Linked DNA regions of Mus musculus: region 2 is linked to region 1. Evidence: chromatin contacts called from public ChIA-PET data. All regions are on one chromosome and are shown on one strand. Each heading gives the region's core, a stretch centred on a gene start, on an enhancer-like site or on the middle of the called end of the contact. The rest is flanking DNA. Distances are from core to core; before and after follow the strand shown.

Evidence for each region. ChIA-PET counts read pairs in DNA pulled down with a chosen protein or histone mark.
Region 2: an RNA polymerase II ChIA-PET map of memory CD8 T cells shows a contact between it and region 1, with 24 read pairs. The contact joins the promoter of Smap1 here to the enhancer-like site in region 1. A contact is called at or near these places in 1 of 39 promoter capture datasets (the C10 cell line), 1 of 484 Hi-C or Micro-C datasets (olfactory sensory neurons), 3 of 115 datasets of contacts at active chromatin or transcription factors (cardiomyocytes, embryonic stem cells and memory CD8 T cells) and 2 of 9 other capture datasets (adipose tissue and liver).

Annotation. Positions count from the first base shown.
Region 1 is chr1:23,880,664-23,885,855 of GRCm38.p6, forward strand. The region is part of intron 2 of Smap1 (small ArfGAP 1); the gene reads right to left. Among named protein-coding and RNA genes, the nearest start is that of Smap1, 39 kb to the right of the region's middle. Within about 2 kb of position 2,843, at least 8 of the 459 cell types and tissues checked have an H3K27ac peak or open chromatin away from gene starts, as enhancers often do. A contact at or near this core is called in memory CD8 T cells, where this site is marked.
Region 2 is chr1:23,919,300-23,924,491 of GRCm38.p6, forward strand. Smap1 (small ArfGAP 1) reads right to left here and starts at 3,082. Exons shown (of 10, transcript NM_028534.3): 1 at 2,739-3,082. The coding sequence starts at 2,856.

The DNA.
Region 1 (5,192 bases), core at 1,593-4,092:
TTCCATCTGTTCTTTAAGATATGAAGCTTTGTTGGGTTCACGATTCAAATCCCAATACCATCTTAAATTCACACTGTACTCATTTATACAACAATAAACAACATTGAAGAATCCCTTAACCGGCTACTAAAAGGATTGTGACCTTTTTTTAGTCTTTGTTTTAGTTTTTCAATATAACCCATTACTTAGTACAAGTGACAACACCAGCAGAAAGCCACATATTACTTCAGATTCAATTTCAAAAAGAAAAACCAAAACCTACTATAACTGAATATTAACTTCAAATTTTGTTATGTAAATTTAATAGCCAGAAAACATCTATGCTCTGATATACTGTTGTCAAAATGTAATATGGATGAAGCTCTTCTATTTCTGAGATGCCATAAGTACAAAACAGTCTTAGTTTAGCATGAAAAACAAAACCTATATTCAACAATTTGATGTTTTAAAAGTTTTACAGGGTATGTATGTGTCGGGGGCCTTGTACCAGCTAGCGTATGCTTCCTGATTGGTGGCTCAGTGTCTGAGAGATCTTGGAGGTCCAGGTTAGTTAAGACAACAAATGAAAAAGACACCCAAAAATGGAGATGCAAAAGAAGGTTGAATTGCTTTAAATTTAAAATATAAAAAAAGTTATTCAAAAGAAAGTGATATTATTAGAGTTAGAAAATGAATATTTGATATATAAGATAAGTCACATTACAAGTCTAAAAAGATTAAACATATTACTGAACAAGCATAGCAAATATAGACATTCCTGTCATTGAGAAATTCAGTTTATATTTAAAGCTACATACAATTCAAACATACAAATGTAGAGAATTTACCAGAGCATCAATAAGAAGAAAGCTGCAGCAGCAGTAAGATTAGCAGTGCCACATCTGCTGCACACTCAGTGAAAAAAGTGACGACCAGTTTAATTCAAAAATACTAGATGAATACAACTATGTTTTAAAAATTTTATTTAATATACTTTTCCTTTGCAGAAATTACATGAAAGGAAATAGTCACATACCTCCACTTTCATCTAAAACTTTTTAAATGGAAAGCTTTGCTGGCCTGGATGTCTACTATGTAACTGGGAGCTGGCCTTTCACTAGATCTTCCTGCCTCAACCTCCACAGTGCTACAACTGCATCTACCATCTAACTTAACTCAAGGATTTTAACTTTAAAGGTGACAGAAATACCACAAGAAATAATGTGTTTCCATCAACTATATGCTGTTTTATTGCACAACAATGAACATTTTTAAACAGACATAAATGGATGGCTGGATGCATGGATGGATGCATGGATGGATGCATGGATGACAGGTGGGTAAGAAGGTAGGTAAGAAATGAAAATAATGAAAGGTAAGTAATGAAAACCTAAAGAAGTGTATTGGGGGTGGGGGGAGAAGTCTCCATCGTCTGTACTGAGACTTTACCTCTACCTTTTACCCCCATGGCCTGACAGCTGAAGACGGGCACAGCAGAACCCTAACCACGAGGAACACCTACAGTTTAGTTGCTACTTTAGCACAGTGACATTGCTCGGTTACTTATCTACACTTTTTGAGCCATTCTTTTTTTTTTTTTTTTTTCATTTTTTATTAGGTATTTAGCTCATTTACATTTCCAATGCTATACCATTATTGTACTTAGCCTAACTGGCAATTCAAATTAAAGCCCGGGAAAACAGCACAGTTGTTGTTCTCCATTTTTGAGTATGTCTTTTATTTGTTGTCTTGTTCTATCATGTTGAATATTTACTTGTGAAATAAATTTTATATCTGATAAACACTGATAGAATCCCATAATTTTGGCTTCCAAAGCAGTAATCTGTCCTTTTAAAAAAGTGTTAATGTGTCCATGTGTGCAGGCAGGCATCCGCCTGCCCACCTATGTGGAGGTCCATCAGCAGGCTCAGCAAGTGTCCTGACCCTCCGAGCCACCTTGCTGGTCACAACACTTCCTCTGAGACTTAAAGTTGGTATTGAGGCAGGCAAGTGAAGCAAAGGCTACCAATTTACCTCATAATAAGTTTTCTTACCAATAACTAGATAATAATAGAAATCTATACACATTTAGCGAATTATCTTTCTGTCTTATGCCAGAAAATATAAGCACTCAAATTATCTACTAAGAATATTTCTTTCAGCATGAGAAGGAACACCCATCCTTCACATCTAGCCTGAGCATCCTGCCACATTCTTTTGAACTAAGACAAGAAAAAAGTGTATCCTTTGAGGTTAGATTACACTTCTGAGGAAAGCTAAGTCATATTGCTAAGAGTGATGAGTGACTTTCTCATTCACAGGTAATTACTGAAAATGTTTTCAAGCTACAGTGCTAACCAGAGAGGACTAAGCTTACAGTGAGATAATCTGAGGAATGGGATAGTCATACTCATCTCTACTTGCTCACTCAACAGTAAATCTCAACTATGTACTTCTAGCTGCTAGTTAGTCTTGACACAAACTATGCTAGTAATGATAGACTTGTTTTACTCAGTGCAAAGTTTTGAAGAAGCTAAAAACCTTGGCAGTATCATTTCTTAATAACAAGGACATTGTTCACTGTTCAAATGCAATATAGATACTGAAAAGATTAAAATGAATAAGGAATGATTCATAGACAATGGGTAAACTTAAAAATTAATACATTAAAAATCAAATGTGAAAGATATGTTTATTAATCATACAAAAATTAATCCTCTCCAAAAATTTGAAAAGTCCATGACAACAGGCTGGGCATAGGCATCCATGCTTTAATCTCAGCAGGTGGAGACAGAGTTAAGTCCATCTTTCTCCATGAACTAGAGGGGAGCCTGGTCTACACGGTGAGTTCCAAGCCAGCCAAGAAGCACAGTGAGAACTGTGTTCAAACAAACAAACGCAAAACCTGACAAGCTCACACTCAGAGACACTCAATCTAACCCTAAACCACATTAAAAGAATCTCAAGTTTTTAAACACAGGTAACTTTATTTATTCAGTAACAAAAATACATTTTGATAAAAACTATTTATTTAAAAACAAGCAGTCAATAACTCTAAAACACCATGTTCAGGAGATGTCTTTAAAAAAAACTGAAAGAACATACAGTGTGTGTGTGTGTGTGTGTGTGTGTGTGTGTGTGTGTGTGTGTGTGTGTGTGTGTGTGAGTGAGTGATGAGAATATGGCATATCTAATAGCAGTAAATAAGTAACCCTTAGATATTACTTTCTAAGTGGCTACATTTTATAAAAACCATATATACCTCAAACTTAATAGTTTAACTGGACTCGGGTCTGGTTAGATCTTTTGGTAAAGCATTTTTAAAAAAGATTAGCATCTTTGAAAATAGTACTCATGATTATATGAGTATCATGGGAGTGGTAATAGTGACCATAAAGGTGACACAGAGTACATTTAAATGTGGTGAAATTACTTCTCTTACTTTGATTAATAAATACCTAACTATTTTTACATCAAAAAGCCTTTATTCTAATTACAGAACATTAAACCATATTGCAACCATCACTTTTCCAAATCTGAATGAAGACTATATAGGAATGACTTCCAAGACACAGGTTTCAATTTATGCACAGTGCTGTCCCTGAGCCAAGAGCTGTCATCTGCATCAGAGCAGTTGCAACTCTTGCAAGAGACACCCCAGATCTGGCTTGTTGGCTCTGAGCATTCCCTAACAGAAAATGAAAGGGAAGAGTCACTAGACCGGCACCAGATTTCTATCACTCCCTCCATTACAACACCCCTATGCAGCTATAGGGGAGAACTCACTATGCTGGGGTAAGAGTTTCTACTTGTAGTATTTGGGGGACACACCCAGGCTCCTGCAAGTCAACTCTAGCCTGTACTCTTTATCAGTAAGTCCATTAAATACACTGCTTCCCCAAGCTAGACTTTGATGGACTCACACTTTTTCATGAGTGACCTATTGGAATGCTGTTTTTATACAGGTTTTTATACCCACCACGGGGTACCCAAAAATATCCCTAAGGAACTAATTTGTAGACAGAAATCAGTATAGTGTTTGTCCTTGGAGGATTTGATTGGAAATTGACACAAGGGAACTCTACAGTGAGAGATGTTTGCTCTGCCTCCACCAGGGCCAACACTGGTAAAGTTTGTCAAGCTCTGTGAATCCTTCTCTGTGACATGGCAATTGTTTTAAGTAGTAAATAAACTAATGAAATGCCATGGTATCAAGTTGGCATTTCTGAGCATTCTTACAACAAGAATGATAGACCTTTAGATCTGAATAAAAAGCAACTTCAAAAGACAGATAGCAGCTCTTATCTAAAAATTCAGACTTGACTCCTTGTGACAAAATGCTGGGCAAAGACTGTGGACTATGGGCAGGCAGAGGGTTCACTCCTGACAATCATTCCAAGGACTGACTCAGAGAAGGCATGGCAGCAAGAGCAAGCGGGAGTTTGCCACTTTCTCCTTTTCCTCACAAAGGGATCCCAGTTCATCAAATGGTGCAACCCACATTTAGGGTGGGTCTTTACACTTCAATTAACCTAATTTACATAATCCCTCAAAAACTTGCCCAGAATTTTGTTACCATGGTAATTCCTAATCCTAGTAAAATTGGCAATCAAGATTAACCATTATAGCCCTTCCGCTCGCTCGACTCGAGACTCGAGCCCCGGGCTACCTTGCCAGCAGAGTCTTGCCCAACACCCGCAAGGGTCCACACGGGACTCCCCACGGGACCCTAAGACCTCTGGTGAGTGGATCACAGTGCCTGCCCCAATCCAATCGCGCGGAACTTGAGACTGCGGTACATAGGGAAGCAGGCTACCCGGGCCTGATCTGGGGCACAAGTCCCTTCCGCTCGACTCGAGACTCGAGCCCCGGGCTACCTTGACAGCAGAGTCTTGCCCAACACCCGCAAGGGCCCACACGGGACTCCCCACGGGACCCTAAGACCTCTGGTGAGTGGAACACAGCGCCTACCCCAATCCAATCGCGTGGAACTTAAGACTGCGGTACATAGGGAAGCAGGCTACCCGGGCTTGATCTGGGGCACAAACCCCTTCCACTCCACTCGAGCCCCGGCTACCTTGCCAGCTGAGTCGCCTGACACCCGCAAGGGCCCACACAGGATTCCACACGTGATCCTAAGACCTCTAGTGAGTGGAACACAACTTCTGCCAGGAGTCTGGTTCGAACACCAGATATCTGGGTACCTGCCTTGC
Region 2 (5,192 bases), core at 1,832-4,331, 39 kb after region 1:
GTGCCATCATGTCCTCCTTCCTTGCTAATACTGTCAGTACCAGACATACAAGCTAATGACTAAGAAAGTGTCAAAATCCAACCGGCACTCCTCTGCTAACTCTACTCAGGTAACAGATGATAAACTAAGCTTTCTTTTAGGTCCATGTTCTCACAGAATAATGGGAAACTCTTTTAAAGTAAGAAAACAGAACTTCACCACTTACATTTATTATGGTTACTGACATATAGAACAACAGATTCAAAGTCATACAAAAAGCCAAGGAGGATTTTACTCTAAGAATATGTCAAAATGGGCTCGCCCATACCAAAAGCACAAAACTTTACAAGAAGTGTATAAAGTTATACAGTGTATAGTATGCATACTCAGGAAGGAAAGATAGGAAAATCACAAGACTGAGGCTAACCAGGATGACAAACCCATCTCAAAAAAGAGGAGGGATGTAACAGTGGAAAAATGCTTGCCTCCCACATAGAAATCAATGGTGTTTGATCCCACAGTACACACAAATGCATCTTACACATACATACACACACACACACACACACCCTATAAATCCTAAGTAAAATGTGAAATGGTCATACCAGTGAATATTTCCTTAAGTATCAAAATAAAACAATAAAATAATTTACAACCATTATTCTAGGTTTGGCTGAAATTCATAATCTTTCTAAGTCACTGACAACAGAGCCCATGGCCTTCCAGTGGAGCCCTTGAACTACTGATACTAGACTATCCCACTTTTCCCACTTCTCAAGAAAAGAGAAAATTCATAATTAAGTGACTAAACAAGAGCAAAATAAAAAGCTATTCATTCCACATACATGGACTGGATTCACGCGGTTACACAAAAGTGATCAAAACAAATGTTGCCTACTGTTCAGAAGTAAAACTTCTTTACCCAATTAAAGAAGAACGTAATTGCTTTCTTTCCATCTCCCAAAAACAGAAAAAAAAAAAAAAAAGGTTAACACATTTAGTGAAAATCTGAAAATCTGATTGCAGTACCCCTTTGGAGAAAGAAATTTGAATCTTTTAAGTTACTTCTATTCATGAAAGGAAATTATTGGCTTACATTGACTTACATAATTCTTTTACAAATGTGTATGAATTTTCATGTCTCTGTGCCATCTGCATGCCTGGTGGCTACAGGGGCCAGCAGAGGGCCTGGGACCTGCTGTTCCTAGAGTTACAGAGAGAGCTGCTATGTGGCTCGGGAGCAGCCGGTGTTCTGACCCTAGACCATCTCTGCAGCCCTGGATGCTCTTTAGCCACAGCTTCCCAGACCAGAGTCTTTACTTAACTGTGTTAGGACTCAAGGTGATGAAACATAAACTAACTCTGGCCCTTGTTCCTTTTCTTAGCTTCTAATAACCTATTTTTTTTAAGTGTTTTACAAGTAAAAAGATAAGAGAGTGACTGAGCTTCAATACAGAACACTATTTCCTAATAACCACATGCAAGAATCAAGTACCAAGCAAGCAAATAAATATTACTACAAAAATCAGGCATGCCTTTTCTTTTAAATGCCTTGCCTAAGGATTACATGGGATAACCTCACAGTCAAGTTACTATAATGCTGTAAAGTGCTTCATAAAAATCCCAATTAAAGTGTGTACATGTGATTTCGCCCAGTAAGGAAGTAGCTGTTATGACAGAGAGATGATGCTGATGTTATGAGACTTAATTTATTCACATATAACCCAGCCTACTGCAATGGACTCTTTTGCTCAGTGTTGAGAGAAAACAGTAAAAACTCTAGAAAAGTAGTTAAATAATGCAGAAATCTTAATCCTCGCTCACAATGGCTGTCTCTGCTCCCAGCAACTACCTATTTCCCAGAGAAAAATCAAATGTACATTTTCCTAACTACATAGAAGTAGGATTTTTAAATCTCCATTACTCTCCATGATATTACTTACATTAGAAATAAACCACATCTCCAAACAAAAACTATCAGCTAAAAATAATTTATCTATTTCAAAGGCTCAAGCAGAAACCTCCACCTGAACTAAAAATAGTGGGGTTTTTTTTTCTTCTTCTTCTTCTCAGTATCTTAAAATGCACCTTCCACATTTATGAAGTGGACAGACCAGTGTCCACAAATTCGCCAATGGGTCGTCTGGGGGAATCTAACGACTGAACTCTTTATGAACATAACACACTTTCCTTAGGACACTATAACATCCAGAATAAGAGAGTGTGAGTGTGTGTGTGTGTGTGTGTGTGTGTGTGTGTTATACATAGTATACACAAATAATGAAAACCCTATCTCGATTATGTTATGCAGTGACATCTCAAACCACCCCAAAACACTGTTCTTTTTCAGAAACAGAAGTAAACGCCCTGTGCAAGAGCTGTCAGGTGGGCAGGCAGGTAGGGCTCCATCTGGGACACCGCACCACTGGGGAAAGGGAGGACGACGCGATCTCGTGGGAGGAAGGGAGGGTCGCCAAGAGGACAGGGACCTAAGGGCGACTCCACCCACGGAGTCGCTGAGGCTGAGGCAGGAGGGCTCCCACAGCCCTATCAGCACCGCCCAGCCGGCGGCCCAAGGCGGTGGCAGCGGCGCGACGCCGGCTCCGAGCCGGAGGCTGAGGCCGCGACCTCCGTGCTAGCCGAGAGCCAGAGGCCGCCCGCCCTCCCGGGAGAGCCGGCGCGGACGAGACGCCGCGGAGGGTGGGAAGGTCACAGCCGCAGGAGGCCCCGGCCGAGCGGCCACCAAGCCCGCGCGCTACCTTTGGCCTCGCAGTCGGCGCAGTACTTGTTGTCCTCCTCCCTCAGCAGTTTGGACAGGATGAGCTGGTGCTGCTCGTTCAGCTTCTGAGCCTTCTCCCGACAGGAGCGTGTCGCCATGTCGGCGGCGGGGCGGCGGGCCCGGACGCGGGCGAGCGGACGGGCGGACGGCGCTGGCGAGGCCGGGCGGGCGAGGGCACCTGACGCCGCTGGGGCCGCGGACGGACTCGGCCCAGGAAGCGGCGGCAGCGGCGGTGGCGGCGGCGGCTGGAACCGGAGGAGGGGCGGCGGCGGCCGAGCCAGCGCCGACGTGTCCCGCCTCCTCGCCGGGCCCGCCGCACGCTCCGCCCGAGCCGGCGAGGGGCGGGGCGGGAAGAGCCGCCGCTTCCGGGAGGACGCAGCGCTGGGCGCTGCGCATGCGCCCAGCTGCCCGCGTGCCGGGAGACTCCCAAGGTGATTCCAGAGAAGCGTCTGACGCTCCCCGGGGCGAGATTCCCCACTCTTGACACCTGATCGTCGCTTGAAGCCTCTAGAGACCTGAAAGTGGAAGAATTTTTTTTTTTTACCGGGAAGCGACTTTCACAGTCTTTGCATTTTTCACAGTCTTTGCATTTGTGTACACAGCACTGGAAATGTCCAAATTATAGTTATATATATATAGTTATAATGGGTAGATGCATCCCATGTGTGTGCATCGGGAGTTTGGAAACGGTATACTAGAAGCGGATGGAATGAAATGGGGCTAAAAGTGTCTTACGTTTTAGAGGAAAATAGACATGTTTGGGGGGGAGAGGTAACGTAATAAACCCTACCTCCCTCAACAATATTGATAATCTCATATACAGGAAAATGAGGCAAAACAGTCAAGTCACTTGGCCATGCTACAAGTGGAAGAGTTAAAACCAGGCAATATACCCCGCCTAGGAAGAGGGAAAGTGATCAAAAAGTGAATTATTAAAGGGATGTCACTTTAAGAAATTGTGTGCTGCTAGGATCCCTTCCCTGGGAGAAACTTAAGCCTGTTCCTTCTCGTAAGATCCTAAAGACAAACTTAGGTATAATTCCAACAAAGTTCACCCAGGAGAACCAATGAGCTTATTAGGCTTAAAGAGCAACTGGTAAGGGGTATGGATAGGAGCATAGATGACCTTAGAATAGCCACACTGGAAGGTCTGCACATAGCAAGGATGATGGTCCTTAGGAACCTGACATGGAATTCCCTCCCTCCATCTTCCCCCAGGTATATCCTCTAGCCCCTCCCTGAGACCAGATACAAGCAGGGCAGAACCACATACAACAGTGACTGAATAGTGTGGTAGGGGTTCCCTTCCATAAGTCTCCATATACCCTCCCTATGGTGGAACATAAATAGTCAACAGGCCCAGCTGTGATGGTCCTTTGCAAGAAGGCCAAGCACAAGGCTTCTGAAACTGACAGTGTGTTTCAGAAGATGTTCCTACATAACACAATGTAAACGACATTCTTCCCTGCAAGGAAAGACAGTTTTAAAAAGGAAGACATTCTCGATGATAGCCCATCAGGTTTACTAAGGTTGAACTCAGTGAAACAGTTGGAGTGATTCGGCTTGCTGTGTAGTAAGTATGAGCAATACTATGTGTGGGCCTTATGTAAGTAGAATAAACATAGCCCTGGCCTGAGGTAGGAGAGATGCTAAGAATGGCAGGAAGCAGGATTCTCTGTGATACGCTCTACCTATCCCTCTTGGGCTTAAGATTCCAAAGACATAAAAGCGGATCATGGCAGGGAAGCATTGGCAGAGAGCAGAAGACACAGTCACTGGAGCAGAAGCTGGAGGCTATCTTGGAAGCAGAGCATGCTGGGAACACAGAAAGGCTTTACAACTCAAACCTTACACATGTGACATACTGCCTCGGCAAGGCCATGCCTCCTAAACTTACCCAAACAGTGTCACTAACTAGGGACCAATTATGCAAACATCTCAGCCTATGGGAGATAGTCTCATCAAACCACCACATTATGACAACAAGATGAGGCAGGAAACACCGAAAATGTAGTTTAGCAACCTGGAAGAGAGAGAGAGAGAGAGAGAGAGAGAGAGAGACTCCCTTTAAAAACAAAAGTTATTAATTCCTTAAGAGTTTCATACATACAATGCATTTTTATTGTATCTCCCACCACATACTCCTCCTCTACAACCCTATCTCAACCTAATGTCCTCTGATCTGAGGGGTGTGTGTGTGTGTGTGTGTGTTGCGGTTTTGAGGTTTGAGGTCACTAGATCGTTTTTTTTTTTTTTTTTTTTTTTTTTTTTTTTTTTGCACTGCCCACATATTCGTGGCTGTGGTGCTCTCCACTAGAACAGAGGTTCTTAACCTTCCTAGTAAAGCAACCCTTGAATATATTTCCTCATGTTGTGATGACCCCCACACACACCCATAAAATTATTTGTGTTGCTACTTTATAACTATAATTTT